Linked DNA regions of Bombyx mori: region 2 is linked to region 1. A link is a contact called in public Hi-C data. All regions are on one chromosome and are shown on one strand. Each heading gives the region's core, a stretch centred on a gene start, on an enhancer-like site or on the middle of the called end of the contact. The rest is flanking DNA. Distances are from core to core; before and after follow the strand shown.

Region 1 (6,296 bases), core at 1,154-3,653:
TCTACAATTAGTATGGGTGCCAGTGGGGAATGTCAAAAGCTTCTGAGGGTCCAAGTATTAGGCAATTAATTGCCCAGCCCCTCAAGAGATAGTGAGGTATCACAGAACTAGTTTGGGTTCATGCCGGGACGCAGTACAACGGACGCCATTTTTTCCGTTGGAGAGGAAGGGCCTGAGGTACAGAGGAAACTGGCAAAATGAAAAGAAAGGTTGGAAAAGGGTTTGAAGATCAGTCGAACAAAAACCGAGCACATGTTCTGTGATTTTAGTGGTTCTTCAGACTTCACGCCAATTGCCTTAGATGGTGTATCCCTGCCAGTCTGCTCCGACTTCAAGTACCTCGGCCCAATTCCAGAACGACGGCATAGACTGACATAGACCATGACGTAGCGAGCCGAATAAACGCTGATTGGGTGAAATGGCGACAGGTCCCTGCAACTGCATGCGATCGTAGAATGCCCCTTAAGCTCAAGGGGAAAATTTACAAAACGATCATACATGACTGCATACGGCAGAGATGCGAATGTTGAGATGGATGTGTTGAGTGACAAGAATGGACAAGATAAGGAATGAGTATATCAGAGGAAGTGTGAAAGTAGCCCCGGCGATTGACAAATTAAAGAGCGGACGGTTAGCGTGGTATGGCCATGTGATGCGTAGACAGGAGATGCATGTGACTAGGAGATGTATGGCAATGGTAGCGCAAGGTAGAGGGGGAAGAGGTCGACCGAAGAAGTCATGGATGGAGTGAGAAGTGAGTGTTGAGTTGATAGCTGATAGAAGAGAATGGAATAGAAAAATTTGCTGCGCCGACCTCACTAGGTGGAATAACGTGGACACAAAGAAAAAGAAGACTATTGTACCGGCCATGCCCATTGGACCATACAGGTACCGATATTGTTTTCCGCGAATGTTACAACTGTGTAACAAATGATTGGTATTGGCTAATATCGAAGAAAATATATTGACTTATGAACGTCGCAGAATGTAGGACGTGCTTACGCATTGGTTATCGTTCATTCGCGCGTGATATCACGTGTCATTCTGTTTAAAACAAGCCCAATGACATGTTTATACGGCTTAAGTGTGATAAGAATGCTGATGAACTCTGTTTTTTTTCCTTCGATTTGTGGACGAGCTCACAGCCCACCTGGTGTTAAATGGTTACTGGAGCCCATATACATCTATAACGTATACACTGCCACTCGCCTTGAGATATGAGCTTTAACCGAAACGCATTACTGCTTTACGACAGAAATAGGCGGGGTGGTGGTACCTACCCGCGCGGACTCACAAGAGGTCCCACTACCAGTAATTACGCAAATTATAATTATAATTTCGGTTTGATTTTTATTTCACGATGTTATTCCTTGATCGTGGAAGTCAATCATGAAAATTTGTTAAGTACGTATGTATATCATTAGAAAAATTGGTACCTGCCTGCGGGATTCGAACACCGGTGCATCGCTCGATACAAATGCACCGGACGACGTCACGACGACTTCATAAAGTTAAAGCTTAAGTTAAAGCAAATGATGCGATCACCTGAGACTAAGTTCTAAACAAACTACAATATTATCTCGTTAATGGATACTAAACAAAAGAAAAGCGGTTGATAAGCTGACGATAAAATGTTACTGATCTGTTTCAGATTTACCTATTTATATGATTATAAATATGTATATTGGTCTATGTCTAAATAGGTGCCTTATATATAGATTTATAATTTACAATTTGTTTTCTTTAGCACGCAATGTCCTATTAAAATCGCCTGACGCACCGATTCTGTGGTTTTGAGGTTCTCCTCCTCCTAGGGGTAGCAACAGACGGCTGCTTTTGCGTAACATAGCCGGTTCATCAAACAAGAAATAAGAATTGTATTAAAAAACGAGTTTTTAGGTTGATTTAGTGAATGAATCTTACGAACCGATAAATTTACGTTACTACTTTATTACCCTTTTAATCAAGTGACGTGCTTGCTGCACGGAGACAAACTCAGATCCGTAATCCGTTACAAATTTTATGAAATATGAACCAAAAAAACATACCATTAAATTCAATGCTTACATTCCCCTATAGTCCATTTGGCAATTAAAAATCCTCCTTTCTTTAAAAATTGAGAAGTAACATATATAACATATAATGAGAGATTGAGGGATTATGCGTTATTGTATATGTACTAAATAATAAATAAAAAATGCGAAACCATAAATACAAAAAAGTATAATTAGCGGTCTTATCGCTAAGAGCGATTTCTTCTCGAGAAATTACATGTGAATTAACACGTAAATGATTAACATAAGTTAACTTATAAATAATTTATTTGCTATGTCTGACAATCAAATCGAGTAACCAAAGGTCAAATTTAAATTTCTCAACTCATCGCTACAAGGAGCATGTGAGTCACGTGCTGTGACTCAATTTTGTAATTTAAAGATTCGAATTACATCAATAGATCTACTGAGACATGTGACTGTGACGATTTACCATCAGCATACAAATAACTAGCTAGTTGTTTGATAGAATGCGCCGTCTTCATTTGTATGGTATTCCGTAAATTGAATTTCGGTGTCTTACTATTCCACGTTAATCTTATAATTCAGAGAAAATCCATTCCATTCTGGGTATAAAGTGGCGCTTGTGCCGCATTCTGGTCCATAAACTAAGATTTGATAAATAGATCCGTTGGTAGCAGATATACTAGGCGTTGCCCCGATCGTTTAACTACTTTTTTTTATATGATTGAGTCATTACTGTTGGCCCGGAGGCCGTTCCAGTTTCACCAGGACAGGTGGGCGAGCAAAAACTCAGCCAGGAGGAGCGAGCAAAAACTCAGCTTACGCACAGCATCAACGTTTTCTTGGGTGACTGCAGTTTTTGGACGACCTTCAGGGGGATCATCAATGAGCTTGACACGTCCACGTTGAAACTCAGCAAACCAGCGATAAATTGTGGTTTTGGATGGGGCTTCATCACCAAATGCAGAAATCATCCGGTCAACACACTGTTTTTGTGTTAAACCACTTCGAAAGTCATAATAATTCATCGCTCTTAAAATTTCTCGAGTCAATTCCATTTTCTCAACGACTAAACAAGTTTGACAAAACCTCGTGACAAGACCGAAAATCTTTTTTTAAATAAATAAATGGTATTCGATTTTTAAAACCAAGGAGTTTTCAATTAAAAAGATTTTAATATGACAGGAACAGTGGAAATATTCCATTCCCGATACTTTTAGTGCAGCCCTCGTATAAAGTACCCTTGTGCGAATTTTTAGACAAATCAATACCGAAATTTTTGCATTATTGAGTAACATACATTCAAGATTTAATTTATCAATTTTTTCTGGTAATGTTAGCATAAATTTATCAAATTTCATAATTTTATATGAGAAGGATATGTGTCAAACCGAACATAATTAAGATACTTTGCGATTATTTTACTTCCCATGACAACAATATTAGATACCATCGAACAGGTATGGTGATTAATCTGGTGTGTAGCGGATTTCTTGAATGATATTATAAGGAAACTCATCGATTTTATAATCATTACATTTTTCTTCACGTATTTTTCTCAAAGCGTTCACGTTATGATTTCGGGTAGCCGATTATACATCGCGCTATTTAAGTAGATCCAAAGCGACCCTAATTTGTTACCTATTATTCATTACTGGCCAGCTTTCAAGAATATGCTATGTACTTTTGCCATACGAAAGAAATCTCATCATTTTACCGTAGTTGTTTAAAACATGTATGGAATTTGTCTTTTAAATATAGATGTATGTTTTTTTTTTGTTTATTGCTAAGGTGGATGGACGAGCTCACAGCCCACCTGATGTTAAGTGGTTACTGGAGCCCATAGACATTTACAACGTAAATGCGCCAACCACCTTGAGATATAAGTTCTAAGGTCCATTATACCATAAATCAGCGAAATTGGGATGTATTGGATCTAGAACACTAAGAAACGGAAAACGTTATTTATTTATTAACTAGCTGACCCGGCAGACTTCGTAGTGCCTTAATCGATAAATAAAATACCTAAACTTTTGTATAAAATAAACTTAAAACAAACAAAAGGAATCCGTCCGACGGGGGACACAACAAAGGGAAAACAATATTGTTATTTTTATTTAATTCCGAGCATTTTCATATTTATCTACCAGTCCAGCCGTTCTCGAGTTTTAGCGAGACTAACGAACAGCAATTCATTTTTATATATATATAGGTTAAAGCATATTATTATGCTTCGTAGTTTTAATAATTTTTACGAGTCAGCAATGTAATGAACAAACTGGCGATCTCTTGTCCCCCCCCTCGCTCGAGATCAAAGATTACGCCTGTTAACAAATTTAAAATTTGTGTGATATTGCGTGAAATGCAAAATAACTTAGTTTACACGTTATTACAACATTTTATTTTTTATTGCTTAGATGGGTGGACGAGCTTATAAGCCACCTGATGGTGAGTGGTTACCGTCGCCCATGGACTTCAGCAATGCCAGGGGCAGAGCCAAGCCGCTGCCTACCATACATATACATACATATTCATTGCACGAACTATTTATATTGCAACACCATAAATGACATTAGTAAGTTTTTGTAAAATGAATTTTATTAGCGGTGCAATCAGATCTTTTTTTTTCTGTTAATCTATAATTTATTTATATATATAAATATTTATAATTTTATTACATTCGAAACAGAGTTAATGCTTTTGTAATGTGGTGTTGGCGCCGCCTATTAAGGATTCCATGGACAGCCCACCGCACATCTCGGTCCTACAACAGCTTAAAATGGAGTACGCTCGCCTGTCTACCACCTGTCTGCAACGCTTAATGCACTACTTTGGCCACGTTGCCCGCAGAGGTGTAGACAACTTGGAAAGTCTGATGGTCACTGGAAAAGTAGAAGGAAAACGTCTTAGAGACCGGAGCCCCAAACGTTAGTCCGACCAGATCTCCGAACCAGCGGACTACTTAGCGCTGCACTACACCAGGCAACTGACCGGAGCCGATGGAGGCTGGCAGTGGACAAGCTGAAACGGAGTCACGATCTTCACTAATGAGCGAGCGATGGAGAAGAAGAATAATTATTCAAATCAATTGCCACACCGCTTGAGGACTCGAACAAATTTGGTAGAACTTTTTTTCCTTGTGTTCGTAATTTTTAAGCCAAAGAATTTCTGTGGTATATTTACAGGAAACTTTTTCGTACACTTAGAGATAGTCACAACGGAGTGTTACCGTGTTACATTAGTTTTATATAGGCACAGAAAAAGAATAGCACAAGCGGTTATTCCGCTACACCACTTCCTGTGATAAATGATTTAATAAATATACTATCACGTAACAATCATTACTAGAGGTCCCGCAGTAGTCGAAATTCGACTATAATTAATTGGAATTGTAAATTTGTACACTATTATGATTGTATTTTATACTTCTATAATCACAAATTTTGCCAAGACTACACTATAAAAAATATTAACAAAGACAAACAATATGTAATCTATTCTCAATTTGACAACACACGTGAAGAACAAAAGTTTGACAATAAATAGTATGCATGTGTGTATGCGTCAAATACATGGTATGTAGTGTGTGTAATGTTTTCTTTATTGATTTAATGTATCTTTTATGCTTTATTTAAAAAAAAATAATTAGCATTGTGCACTTCTTCTCTACATTCTCTATAAGTGTGGAAAATTTCATACTCCTCCGTCTGCGCAATTTTCGTAAAAAGGGATACAAAGTTTTTGCTTCACGTATAAGGATACCGAAGTAAGGCTATCATTCTAACAATTACAGCGTCTAGGTATTTTACATGTATAAATGCAAATTAAAGAGTGACAATGGAAGTACGTAATTACTCCACCATTTTAGTTGACCTTTTAAGTAACCTTTATTTTACAAAACAAAATCACGTTGTGGGAGATCCACGTGTAGACCTAACCCGGGGCCAGGGATTTAAGTAATAAAGATAACAAAATAATAGCACGTTTTAATTTTAGACACCGAATGTTATTTATTCCCAAGCATTGCCTCGTGGAGAAAAGGCTGTGTCTTATAAATAAAAATCATATCAAGGGGTGAATTTGTTTTAAGCGACATTTCGCTTACATGTCGCGACATGTCCCGCATTTATTTTTACAATTTAAGCTTTTAAGCAATGCTTTTTTTTTCTTTTAAGCAATGCTTCTTTTTTTTCCTACTTAAGCTGATGATCTAGGGGACCATATCAGCGCCACCGGGCTAGTAGGTGAGCTCACGGGGCTCAAACCTGACGATGTGAC
Region 2 (6,443 bases), core at 369-2,868, 52 kb before region 1:
TTTTCTGAAGTTACTTCATCATCTAAATATATAAAAAAAATCCTCACTGTAACTAGCCTGTAGCAGCCATGTTATTGTATGAGCCATGCTCCTTATACAGCTTAACACAGAGTGATATGGGCTAATTATAAATACATTGAATAATTTGGTTCATATAGTTGAATAGGATATAAAATTTACTATTATTAGTTTTTTATTTTCTTATTGCTCTTGTAAGAAGACAAGCATACTGCCGATGTGATAGTATGTGGTTACTATCGCTCATGGAAGTCAGCAATGCCAGGGGCAGAGCCAAGCTGCTGCCTACCATTAAGTACTCTCCACAAGCCTCATTTGAAGGAAACATCATAGGGCTTGGGATATACTGTGGAGGGGAGCTTATATCAAAGCATTTGTTTTGACTATTCTAACCTTATGACTAAATGTGAAATTTACATAAAGATATTTTACAGTTTAATTTCATGTTTTATGTAGTTATTTTTTGTTTTTTACAATTTGAATATTTTAGTTCATGATCACAGATAAAGTATACATTTCAATGTCTATAAGCTTCACTTAATATTTAACACCTAGCGGACCAACAAAACCCAGTAAAATAAAAAAGGAACCTTCCAATACATACTTATATTTCTTTATAAATATAAAAGTTAGATTGTTTGTAACACGTTCACATCTTAAGAACTCAATCATTGTGAAATTTTGCCTACATGTTGTCAGAAAAAGAGGGTTTCTTTCATTCAGAATTTTTTGTTATTCCAGAGGCATATTTTCTACAATAAAGCGAAGGAAGCCGAAACTAAAGGCTAGTACTTACATATATTCGATATCTTTGACAGTATCATATTTGGATATGCCGATAAGTATGCATAGACCTTGTTCTATGTTACTAATGACTTCACCATTTACTAGGAACAAAACAAATACTAAATAGGTAAGTAGGTACTGCTTTCAAAAATCAAATTCATCACGACTTGGGATGATATGATTATTAGATGATTTTTGAGGAACCCATCCTTAATTGAGTAATGCTGGTGGTTCAGTGGACCATCAACTTTACCAGGATGGATGTGTGAAGTCGAGGACTAAGCAAGGGCGGATCCAGCTTTGGCGCCAGGAGGGGGTCACATAGTCAAATTTTCGATGCGCTCGTTCCCAAACGCTTGCCATCATACAAAGTTATTATATTATATTAAATTAATTAAATATTGAAGGTATGTAGTTACATAAAATCTGTATAGTGACAAATTATATAAATAAAATCATTATGTTCAATTAGTGGTTCACCTAAGTCCTGGAACCAGCTCAGGGGGGGTCATGACCTAAGTGTATAATCTATGGTCATGACCCCATGACCCCCTCCCCCCCCCCTGGACCCGCCGTTGGGACTAAGTCAGTAGGAAGTATGCTGAAGAGAAATAACCTCAAAATATTAATATTCAGAATTCAGAAATATACCTATAACTTTGGCATTCATTACTCGTTGTATTAGTGCTTTCATTTTTCTATGGTTCCTTCTTACTAAATTTGCAAATTTCTCATTTAAAAAAAAAATGCTCTCAATTGTGGGAAACTTGAATTATTTTGATTGTTGTTTTTTTTTAAGTGATTTTATGACCTGGTAACTGAGACCTTTAAGTTATGTCTTATTTTCTTATTGAAATTATGAATTATAATTCTTCATTTCGTTATGTCTTAATGAAATGAAGATGATTAATTTGAGACATTAATCAACTGGGATGAAATTAAATGAAATGAAATGGGATGATATATAATCTCAGTAAAATGGTGGTCATCAAATGGTACTAAGATTTTTTCCGTGGACTTTTTGGAGGATCCCGAGAAGTTACGTCCAGCAGCTTTGTTTCATTTTCCCACATTTGTGCACTTTCACAGATATTAAACAGTTAATAAACCGTCATTATTACACATTTAAGCCCGAAGAAACACTAAATAGACAAAATAAAACAAATCACACAACTTCACTCCTCGCGTTCCCGCCAAAAAGTCCTTTTGATTGTTGTTGATTCGTATTTTGGACAGATATTGGACAGTTATTAGTAGCGATCAGTGCCCATAAAGAAAAATTCTTTGGAACAGATGTCTAAAATAAGAACGTGTGCCAGCTATAATCGTCAGTTTAACAAGATTATAGCATTTATAGCGCTATTTTACTTAATGTTAATAATATAATGCTTAAAATTTGAAATTCAGTAAGTTTAAATTACGCAGAGTTCATAATTATAATACACTTAATATTTTTAATTGGCTGAGTTCGTTTTATCGGTTTCTTCAAACTGCGGCTCTGAGAAAGTGATGGTAAAGTTTACTTTGACTTTTATAAATGACATAGAACTTGAATTTGAAAAGATCCTAAGGGTTGAAAGGTCGTGAAACTTTATGCCCTTCTCTTCATGAGAAAATATAATGACAGATAAGAATAAAAGCACCTACTGCTCAGTAATATTTTGTGCGCCTCTATATACTTAGGTATATTATTAATAACAAAATAATATGTAACATGTTAAAATCAAAATTAATATTTAAAATTTGCTTCTGCCGCTTGACGAAAGATGGCGCTAAACGCAGTATTTAAATTTTTTTTGATGTGGCGTTTTTTTTTCCTATCAATGCTGATAGTCTTGGAGGCTATTTCAGCTTCTCTTTGACGTGTAGGTGAGCTCTCTGGGCTCAAGCCGGAGGTGTTACTAGCACTGGCCCTAGCAAGAGCATTGCTTCGCAGAATCTACCACCGGATCGGAAACGCGACCCACTGAGAAGATCCGGCGAGAAACTCAGTGGGCTGTGTCTGTGGGTTAATTTACTCGCCGAGCCCTTCATCGCAAGCGACTAGTTCGGCAAGGACGGTGATCAGTGCTTGAGGTACTCAAAAGCACAGGTAATGGATCTGGACTTTAGAGTAGAACACAGGTGATATTTGAAGAAAATGAGCAGTGAAACAATCGTTTTGGAAATAAAACAACAAAATCGAATATCAAAGACTAGTGTATTTTTAATGAATAATAACAGCTAAAACACGTGAAAGCTTTTGAAGGCTTAATCTACACAAGGAGTTTTACCAACAAAATATGTATAAATAATCTTAAGCCTAAGCAATAATACTTTTTAAAGCAAATATGATGTAAATTTTGTACACAACAACCGTTTTTAATTTTGTAATTATGAAGTGTATTATCTATGGAAGTGACGTCATACATTCTCCCTAGTCAGTCAGTGACACACATTTTCAAAAACTAACATGACAGAATTGAACTTCTAAAATAAAAGTATTTTAAGCGAATTAAGATTTTATGTTTACATTAAATTATAATCATATTTTAAATAATCAAATTCTGAAAACCTATGAAAATAAAATCATTTTTTAATTTAAAACCTTGAAACACTTTTGTGTATGTATACCTAATAAGGAGTTATTTCGTTTTAAACTCACTTAAGTAATTTGTAATCAAAATAATACAATTTAAAATTTTATCACACGAAAAGTTAGAAATTTTAATTTAGAAATGTAAGTAATACTTTTTTGTGTACATTACATCGACTAAAAAGTATAAGTAAATATTTTAAAATGAACACAGTTTTTGGTAGTCTGTGCTAACATGGATATAATTAATAATTCATTAACTAAATATTAAATGCAAACTGTATGTATTAAGTGTTGTGTGACAAGTGTATTGAGATTGAAATTGAAAATTACTTACGAAAATGAATGAATTGTATACGAGATGCATATCTACCTACTTCGGTGCATTACCCAATTCTTTTCATTTAAGGACTATTCTATAGCAATATTGAACAAATCTTTTGCTCACGATATGAAGTTTAGGATCAAATGAGCGCTTTGAAACTACGTCAAACTGACATTTCAAAGTAGCATCGTGTGGAATAGCAAATGAATTATTTTGACAAAGTTTTCATAATGCAAAGATTGCCATGCACCAACACTTAATACATTGATTACATAAGCTTCCACTTTTAATGTTTAACGCGTAAATTACGAAATTCAATCAAAAATCAATCTAATCTTAATATAAGTTTAAACGATTAAGAGTATTCTTTAAAAACCATTTTATTGCCTTGGTCTCTATTCATTAAAAAAAAAAAACTTTAAAACCGCCATTTTGAAAAAAATTCTGCTTGTTGTTCTAAATTAATTTAGAAATCTTGTATATATGGATTACAAATTGATGAATGAAAAATAATATTTTTTTGCGAAATGAATGCCATGTTTGAATACAGAAAATGGAGCGGTAGAAGCGGATTTTGAACGATTTCTTTTAAATCATAGAAACGAAGGCAACATTACATATTAAGAACATCAAACAGCCTTTTAAATACAACTTATTATGTAACAGTACAGCTTATTAATATCTTATAATTATAAAGAACAGTACACATTATTATATAATTATAATAAGCACAACATTTTTATTTAAGACACTGATTCGTTAATATTGCCGACAGGGAAATTAGAACTACCCACATAGAAAGCTTTCAAAAGAATAACGAACATTGTACAATGAATTAAATACAAAATGTCATGAAAATAACTACAAAATCATTGAAACGTCTCTAAACTATTTACTTTTTTGGATAAATAATAATAGCTTCTTTAGTTAGCATAAAACCTTCAAGTAGGTATTGAAAGAATAAATAAGAGATCCCGAAATATGTTCTCTTGAACTTTAAAAAAAAAAACAACACCTTAAAACTACTAATCTACTGATAAAAAATCATAACAGATCCGTTTTCATCAACATGATTTTTAGACGCAAACTTCTCTCAGGCACACTTCAAGCAACAGCTGCGTTGATTTTCAAGCGTATTTTTTTTCATATTTCACATCGCCTTTCGCCGTTCGCATAAAGAACGAGTCGTTTTAATCAAAAACATGTCATTGTAATCAAAATGTAAATAACAAATGATTTCCGCCATTTTGTTTTTTGTTGTTCATAGATTTTACGAACTTTCAGAATTAGATTGGGGCTCACGCTTTGGGCTCCACTTTGACCTGTACATTCTTTTCGGCTGCTAATAGCTTAAGTTGCGTAGGTTGCGCACCGTACAAACGGACGTGTTCCATATAGCGCCTCCTGTTCTCAGGGTTGCTCATTACGGACTGTATGTACTGTGACGTTTCCTTTTGAAGATCAATGATCTTCTGTTGGATCAATCTGTTCTTGTGCATCAGCGCTACGGTCTTCCAAGCGAGCTCTAAGATGACGCGGTTTTGGGCAGCCTTGTCGACCGTTGGAGGGCATGGCGACGAGTTAGACTCGTCGCTAGTGGACGGGGAAGCGATCCTTTGCAGACGCTGTATACGTCTTGCTTCGCGCAGGCGAGTAATGTGGGAACCTGCAAAGAGAAGAAAACAATTGTTAGTTTTTTTTTTGAAGATATGACGTTGATATTGATAATCGTTTTTTATCCGCCCTTGTAGGCACACGAACACACAGTCCACCTGTTGGTGAGTGGTTAGCATCTCTCTTAAACGTCAGCAATGCTAGTGGCACAGTCAAGCCGCTACCACTATTGAGTACTCTTCGCAAATCCCGTTTGAAGCAAGAAATGTTTTTTTTTTATTTTATTTCATAGATGGATGAAAGAAGTCACGACATCCGGTAGCAGCTAGTAGTTATCTGAGCTCACAGCAGTCGCTCCTACCCTATACGTCCGGGCTTTCATTGGGGTTACACCAACGGAAACCAATAACAAAAGAAAACGCAGAACCATAATTAATATATCTTTACAAGTAGCTTAGGTAAAGAAAACTTAGCCAATGCTGTTTATATTACGAACTTATGTAACGTGTTAGTTCTTAAAAAAACACTACGATTCTAAATACATCATCACGTAACGTCTAAAATTGCAACGACTTGAAAACGTGACCAATAGCCTCAACTTGTTTACTTGTATAAAAAACCTTCAAAGAATTATTCATTATGAAATATCTATTGGAAACAAACATCGCGTTATCAGCGCGTTCCTCACGTTTTGTTGTGACGCACGTATTATTTTAGTTCGAGATAACTGTCAGTTAAAAATAAATTTAAACAGACGGTTAATGTAGACAAAAGTGCATTCTATAGCGTGGCGTTCTTAGGTTCGAATGTGGAACGAGGTCATCTCAGATGAGACTCATGCGTTTTAATATCATCACAAGACTGTTAGACTTTTAATCATTAAATTACATTATATTATTGTCATTCTTTGCGGAAAACAGCGCACTATAGAATTGTTTTCGGGTTTTATTTGTTTTTACACGAACATTGTTTGGCAACATTTACGTTAGGCCATTGCATCGATGCACTGCTATATAAAATTAATGTATTCGGTATTTCGTAATGATTATCGGTAAACAGATTGATGTGTTGAAAGAAATTGCACCTCCGTGTTACAATAACAGTAAATTATACAGTTTCAACTTT

Evidence for each region. A called contact is a pair of places that touch in the nucleus more often than the background predicts.
Region 2: a contact with region 1 is called in a Hi-C map of midgut, with 2.4 times the contacts expected there. The contact joins the promoter of LOC101740560 here to the enhancer-like site in region 1. A contact is called at or near these places in 4 of 7 Hi-C or Micro-C datasets (midgut, posterior silk gland and whole pupa).

The regions. Positions count from the first base shown.
Region 1 is chr7:6,236,383-6,242,678 of ASM3026992v2, reverse strand. No RefSeq gene overlaps it. Among protein-coding and RNA genes, the nearest start is that of LOC101742075, 18 kb to the right of the region's middle. Within about 2 kb of position 2,403, at least 3 of the 8 cell types and tissues checked have open chromatin away from gene starts, as enhancers often do.
Region 2 is chr7:6,287,041-6,293,483 of ASM3026992v2, reverse strand. It overlaps LOC101740560 (D-aminoacyl-tRNA deacylase), which reads right to left and starts at 1,618. Exons shown (of 4, transcript XM_038011971.2): 1 at 1,456-1,618; 2 at 815-905. The coding sequence starts at 1,498. LOC101739933 reads right to left here. Exons shown (of 2, transcript XM_004931242.5): 2 at 2,986-5,370. The coding sequence ends at 5,003.